2 separate regions of the Mus musculus genome follow, and region 1 is linked to region 2. The links are chromatin contacts, called in public HiChIP or PLAC-seq maps. All regions are on one chromosome and are shown on one strand. Each heading gives the region's core, a stretch centred on a gene start, on an enhancer-like site or on the middle of the called end of the contact. The rest is flanking DNA. Distances are from core to core; before and after follow the strand shown.

What was found. HiChIP or PLAC-seq counts read pairs in DNA pulled down with a chosen protein or histone mark.
Region 1: an H3K27ac HiChIP or PLAC-seq map of neural progenitor cells shows a contact between it and region 2, with 8 times the contacts expected there. The contact joins two enhancer-like sites. A contact is called at or near these places in 1 of 484 Hi-C or Micro-C datasets (cerebral cortex) and 3 of 115 datasets of contacts at active chromatin or transcription factors (embryonic basal ganglia, kidney and neural progenitor cells).

Annotation. Positions count from the first base shown.
Region 1 is chr9:43,776,150-43,778,921 of GRCm38.p6, reverse strand. The region is part of intron 1 of Nectin1 (nectin cell adhesion molecule 1); the gene reads right to left. Gm46108 (a long non-coding RNA gene) reads left to right here. Exons shown (of 4, transcript XR_003948147.1): 2 at 103-1,570; 3 at 2,164-2,772. Among named protein-coding and RNA genes, the nearest start is that of Gm46108, 13 kb to the left of the region's middle. Within about 2 kb of position 1,306, at least 44 of the 459 cell types and tissues checked have an H3K27ac peak or open chromatin away from gene starts, as enhancers often do. A contact at or near this core is called in neural progenitor cells, where this site is marked.
Region 2 is chr9:43,330,816-43,333,743 of GRCm38.p6, reverse strand. It overlaps Trim29 (tripartite motif-containing 29), which reads right to left. Exons shown (of 9, transcript NM_023655.2): 8 at 1,358-1,434. Among named protein-coding and RNA genes, the nearest start is that of Trim29, 22 kb to the right of the region's middle. Within about 2 kb of position 1,358, at least 37 of the 459 cell types and tissues checked have an H3K27ac peak or open chromatin away from gene starts, as enhancers often do. A contact at or near this core is called in neural progenitor cells, where this site is marked.

The DNA.
Region 1 (2,772 bases), core at 57-2,556, 450 kb before region 2:
GACCTCTTCTGGGCTGTAATCACAGAACACCTCCAGCAGGGGATGGGGTGAGCATTCCAGCCCTGTGGTGACAGTCCCAATCTCTCTCCTTTCGGGATACAGGTTTCCCAGGCTGGGCCTGGAATGGAGGGCTTTGGAGAGTCTCTTACCTCAGCCTTCTGAAAAGTGGAGCTGGAACTACAGGTGGGTGCCCCCTTGCTGGGACTACAGGTGGGTAACCCCTTGCTGGCTGCCTTTCAACTTTTGTGGAACTTCAGGTCTAAATTCAGCCAAGCTTACTTGTCACAGGGAAGCAGGGCACTTATGACTCGCTTTGTTGTTGTTGTTGATTTTAACCTAGCAGCCTTTGTGTGGTGTGAAGACAAGCTCTTCAGAGGGTCCTGACATGGTGGGTCAGGGAGAGGGAGTGTGCTCACTGGAACACCCTGCCCCCACCTTGTGCAGGCCTGAGGCTATGTCCAGATTCTGTACAATTGTCCCTGGGTGGTCTTTCCCTCCAGCACCCAAGAGGCTAAAAATGGTAGTTAATACAGGTTTTCCTAGCTGATCTAGACTGCTTCAGTGACTTCCAGTGTCAGTGCCCGTGGCCAAGTCTCATGCCCATCCCCAAAGCTAGCCTTCCTGCCTATACACTAAGTCCTGGCATACCCAGCTCACTCAGCTGGGGTGAGGTCACTTCCCCAGGACTGGGCAGCTTCCTCTGTTTCTGGCACACGGTTGTCACTGCTCCCTTCTTCTCTCTCCACACCACTCAAACCATCACCTTACACTTGGCAAAATGCTGAGGGCACCCCTCCCTGCTGCCTCTGTAGCCTGACTTCTTCCTGTCCTGCCTGGCAGGGACACATGGGAGTGAGGAGACCAGAGAGTCAGAAAAGGCTCTGAGCCCAGCCACCACCCAGCATCCTCCCGGGCTTCCTTCCGGTTCTCCCAGCAGCGTCACAGTTTCAAGTGTGGGGTCTTTCCCACACCGACCATCCCTCTGCCCAACATGAGTCTATCAGGAGCCTCGCCCAGGCCTGCTTCTAGCTCAGACTTGTCAAGGTTTCAGGAGTCACTGGTAGGGGCTGGCATGCCAGGGCCTGTTCTCCATCCTGCCTCACAGAGGGAGCCAGCACGTAGGCACGGGGCATGGCGCCCAGCTGCGGAGATGTAGCCGGCTTCTGCGGCCACCTGCTTCCCTTGACTAACTCTCCTTCCCATCCCCTTGTCCTTCTGACCCTGCGCAGAGCGGCCCTGTCCCCCTCTGAACACCCTAAGGTTGGGCAACAACCTGAGCAACAGAAGCCTGTGTGTCCCTGAGAGGACACAAGAGGGACATGTTTCCTGCTGGGCCTCTCCTGGAGATGGCAAGTACAGTTAGCATGTGTGTGTTAGACACTGTGCCAGTCCAAAGTCTGAATGCTCATGGAGGCTAATTTGTTTCATTCTCAAAACTCCTGGGTGCTAGGTTTCATTACCATTCTCGTCTTGGAAATGAGGAATTCAGAGAGGCCAAATTCCAAGGCCAGATGATCACACAAGAACAGCCTGTCTCCAGAGGCTGTGCCTTCTATTACTGAGCCTCGTGGTATGTATGTCTTGCTCCTTCCCCTTTGGGAGGTTAAGCAGTGGTCTACAGCTTCATGACAGACACATGGAACCTGTCTGATGCAGGATGGGCGAGGAGTCCCTACTATCTAAGAAGTGCGAGCATCATCCCCTCTGCCTGTCACCCCTGGCTCTGGGAAAAGGCTGAGTCTGTCACCCTGGCCCCCAGCTCTGCTCCAGTCAGGGCTGCAGGCCAGCTGAGCCACAAGGAGACCTGACTGAGGACTCTGAACATACCTCATCTTCATTCTTCCAAGCCTGACTCTGTCTTAGATTTTTATCTTTCTGGCTCTCAGCTTCTCAACCTGGGAACTGTGTGGTGCGAGCTGTAGGGGAATGGAGGGAAAATGCTAGGCTACTTTCAGGAATCATGGAGTCGGGGGCAAGGGTGGCTACCAGGCACCCAGGAGCTTCAGAGACGAGAGTGAGTGTGTGAGTGTGTGTGTGTGTGTGTGTGTGTGTGTGTGTGTGTGTGTGTGTGTGTGTTCTTCACAGCCATCCTGGGACGGGAGCTCCCCTCAGCCTTAGACCTAGAAAGATAAGTGACTGCTAAGCTGTCTCTTCCCCAGACAGGCAGCAGAAGGTTGGGATTTCCTGTCTCACCTCACCTCAGCCCACCCTACCCTCATCAGCTCCAAAGCCAAGGAAGCCAGAAGCAAGTGGTACTCACGAGACCCCAGCCCTTCCCTGAGTAAGCCTGGATCTCCAGCTCAGCCCTCAAGGTGAGCAGGGCTCGTCCCACCTCCACCACCACCAAATGTTGGCCGGCTCCATTGCTGGCCTTCCCACCAGAGGCTGCTGGGATAGCATGCCAAATTAGCTTAATGAGTGAGGCCCCAACTTTAATTGGGGGCCCTGGCCTTGCACTGCTGACTCCTGTTTTCACTTTGAAAGCTGGGAAGGGGTGAGTTTTTCGCTCTCTCTCCCTCTCCCAGGCATTTTCACCCTGGCTAATGGTTCCTCACTCAGAAAGGCCCCTACAACTGCTAATTGGATTTAATTACTGGGGTAATTAATGATTTGATTGGGAAACTGAAATGTGGTGGGTGAGTTCTGGTACATAAATAGAAAAGTCAAAGGGACAGTGGACTCAGACTGGGATCCAAGGACCATCTAGGGTGGGGGAGAAGCAGGCTTCGGATCCTTCAAAGGGCTCCTTAGTAGGGGACCAGCTGGGACTGG
Region 2 (2,928 bases), core at 109-2,608:
GGAAACTGAGGCATGGAAGATCGACTCACACAATATCACATAGGAAGCTGGTGCTGGCTGGGGCCTAGGCACAAGGCAGCCTGGCTCTCAGGCCTCCTACTGCACTGGCCTCTATCCTCCCAACACTAGGTGTCACAGTAGGACAGCACAGCCTTGTCCTGCTGGAGCCTCCGAGGCTGGAGAGCCAGGAAGGTGCATAGGAGGGAGAGGGATAACTCTCTCCCATTATCTGTTTCCCACAGTCCTGCTGCTTCAACGCCCTTGGGCCCAGCTCCGCATTACATGCAATCGCTTAGCTCTTCTCGCCCACAAATTAAAGACTTTTTTCAATTAAACCAGCCCCAGCCGCTCTTTGTAGAACAGAGTAAATCTCGTGCTCTGACCTCAAAATGCAAAAGCAGCTGAAGGGAGGGCTCTGACCCCCATCCCCCACCCCCATCTCAACAAAACCCTGGTGTTACCTGCATGGCTCACTGGATGACCTCTCAGGACCTAGCAAGCTGTTGAGAGGGAAGCATTAGGGGAAATGAAGCCTCCAGGGTGGCAGTCTGTGATCAATGCTATTCCCAGGCACGGATAAGACTGTCGGTCCACAAGGGGGGGGGGGGCACTTCGTCTCATCATCACGTTATAAGGATGAAGAGAAGGCCTGGAGAGATGGCTCGCTGGTTAAGAGCACAGACTGCTCTTCCAGTGGTCCTGAGTTCAATTCCCAGCAACCACATGGTGGCTCACAACCATCTATAATGGGATTTGGTGCCCTCTTCTGGTGTCTCTGAAGACAGTGACAGTGTACCCATAAATACAAGAATGAAGAGAGTCTTGAAAAGGGTCTGTGGTTCTGAGATGCCAGCAGATAGTCTCCGTCCCTCGGCCACATCCTCCCTCCAGTGCTGCTTTCTAATAGCCCCAGCTTAGAGTTATTAGAGAGTAAATTCTAAATATACCTTTCTAGCTTTCTAGCTCCCCGGCCCCCATACACACACCATCACCCCTAATGGCCTCAATGCTGTCAGAAATAGAAAGTAGCCCTAGGAGTGACACCCATCACAATCACATGCCTCTTGGTGACCAAGCCACCATCGATACTCAGTGATCACTTGCAAATACAAACATAGGATGCGTGTGTTACAGGTTCTAAACTGAGATCAAAGGCAGTGTGCAGTTACTGGTCCCCTGCCTGTAAGTCCATTTCTCTATCTTTGCTACATGTTGGTGTAAGGGTCACTGCTGCCTCCTATGCTCCCAGCATGGCCCAGAAAAGTCACTCTTGTCAAACAGACTCAGGAAGCCTGCTCAGTTGCCAGGTCCCTGGACATGCCTATGTTTGGCAACTCTCCCGGTACGCCGTACTCACCAGCAGAGTCTGCTTGCCAGATTTCCAAGTCTGAGGCTGGGCCTTGGGAACTTGGCTCCGGAGGAGGGAGGGAAAGCCTGGGAAGACAAAATGTTCCAGTTAGGAGGAGCCCTGGATGGCAATCAGGAAGCCCCATAGATGGAGCAGCTTCAATGCCTGCCCCAAAGTGACCCCCAAGCATCATCCAGCCCAAGGCCAAGTTCAGCCACCTGCAGAGGTGTGCAGCAGCTGGGGCAGTGCAGTTGCCAACTGGACATCCTGAGAGGCAAAGGAAGGAGACAGCAAGACAGACAGAAGAAGGAGGAGCCAGTCAGATGGATGAGGCCAGACAGCAGGAGAACGTTGTCTCCCTGTCTAGGTCTGCACTGTGCTGCCAGGATCACCACCCACTGGCCCAGAGGGCTTAACAACCATAGACCTGTCCCTTTGCCAGAGTCCAGGACAGTCATTCAGTCAGTCAGCAGCCCCTGCCAACACTGCCCAGAAGGAGGGACTCCTGGCTCTGCTGTGAGGGTCATTTATTGAGCTCCACTTGTGCCAAGCATCATGTGAGTGTCTGCCCCTGTTTGGTCCTTTCTTTTAGCTCAGCAGTTTGCCCGCAGCAAGGAGCTATCAGAACTAGAAACCAAGGCTAGCCAGACTCCAAATCCATCATTCCACTCCTTCTGCCTGGCTCTGGTTGTCTCACATCTCACCAGCAGCAGACCAGGAACCCACAGAAGGTCAGCCATTGGCCAGTGTGACTGTCACTCAAGGCTAAGACAGCCATCCCAAGGTCCCAGCAGGTGGCTCTCAGTACTTGATGAGAAGGGGGTAGCCAGAGTAAGTCTGCCTGCCTCCCCACCCTCCTTCTTAGCCCAGGCACTCTATAAAGGGCTTGACTGGGAGACGCAATGGAAAGCCTGCTCGGCAGCAGGGCAGATCACCCATGACTTGGAGAATGAGATGCTAGAGAGGTTCTCAGGGTCAGTATTTGGCAGCCACGATCCAGCGAGGCTGTGGCTGCATGCAGTGGGCCCTACCACCTGCAGAACTTCCCACTGCACTGAGCAAGAACCCCTGGAGCTGTCCCTGCACCTAGGGTGGAAGCTGCCAGAGAAAGAGAAGATTCTATGGATCCTGGGTGACAATGAAAACTGGAAGTTGAGACCTGGCCTCTCTCTTTCCAGAAAGAAAAACCCATACCAGCCATAAGAGCTAAGGGGACAGGGTGGCCCAGGAGACCAGCCTTGGCAGCAGACAGAAGTCCAAAGAGAGAGAGCCAGGATGGTGGGGACAGGGGACATGCATATCTCTCTCTCTCTCTCTCTCTTTCTCTCTCTCTCTCTCTCTCTCTCTCTCTGGAACAGGACCCAGGACTCCCTAGCAGTGGCAGAGATCCCCCCACAGCATGGCCCACCTGCCCTTCTATGACAGAGGAAGGGGAGGGATGGGGAGCAGGCAGGTACCCGGATTGTTTTTAAACAGCCCACTGCGGTCCAGGGGCTTGGAAAACTCTGCAGTGGCCTGTCCCAGGGTTGTGAACTGATAGGGGGTTTTCCCAGTGCCTGCTGGGAGAGAGAGAGGTGTTA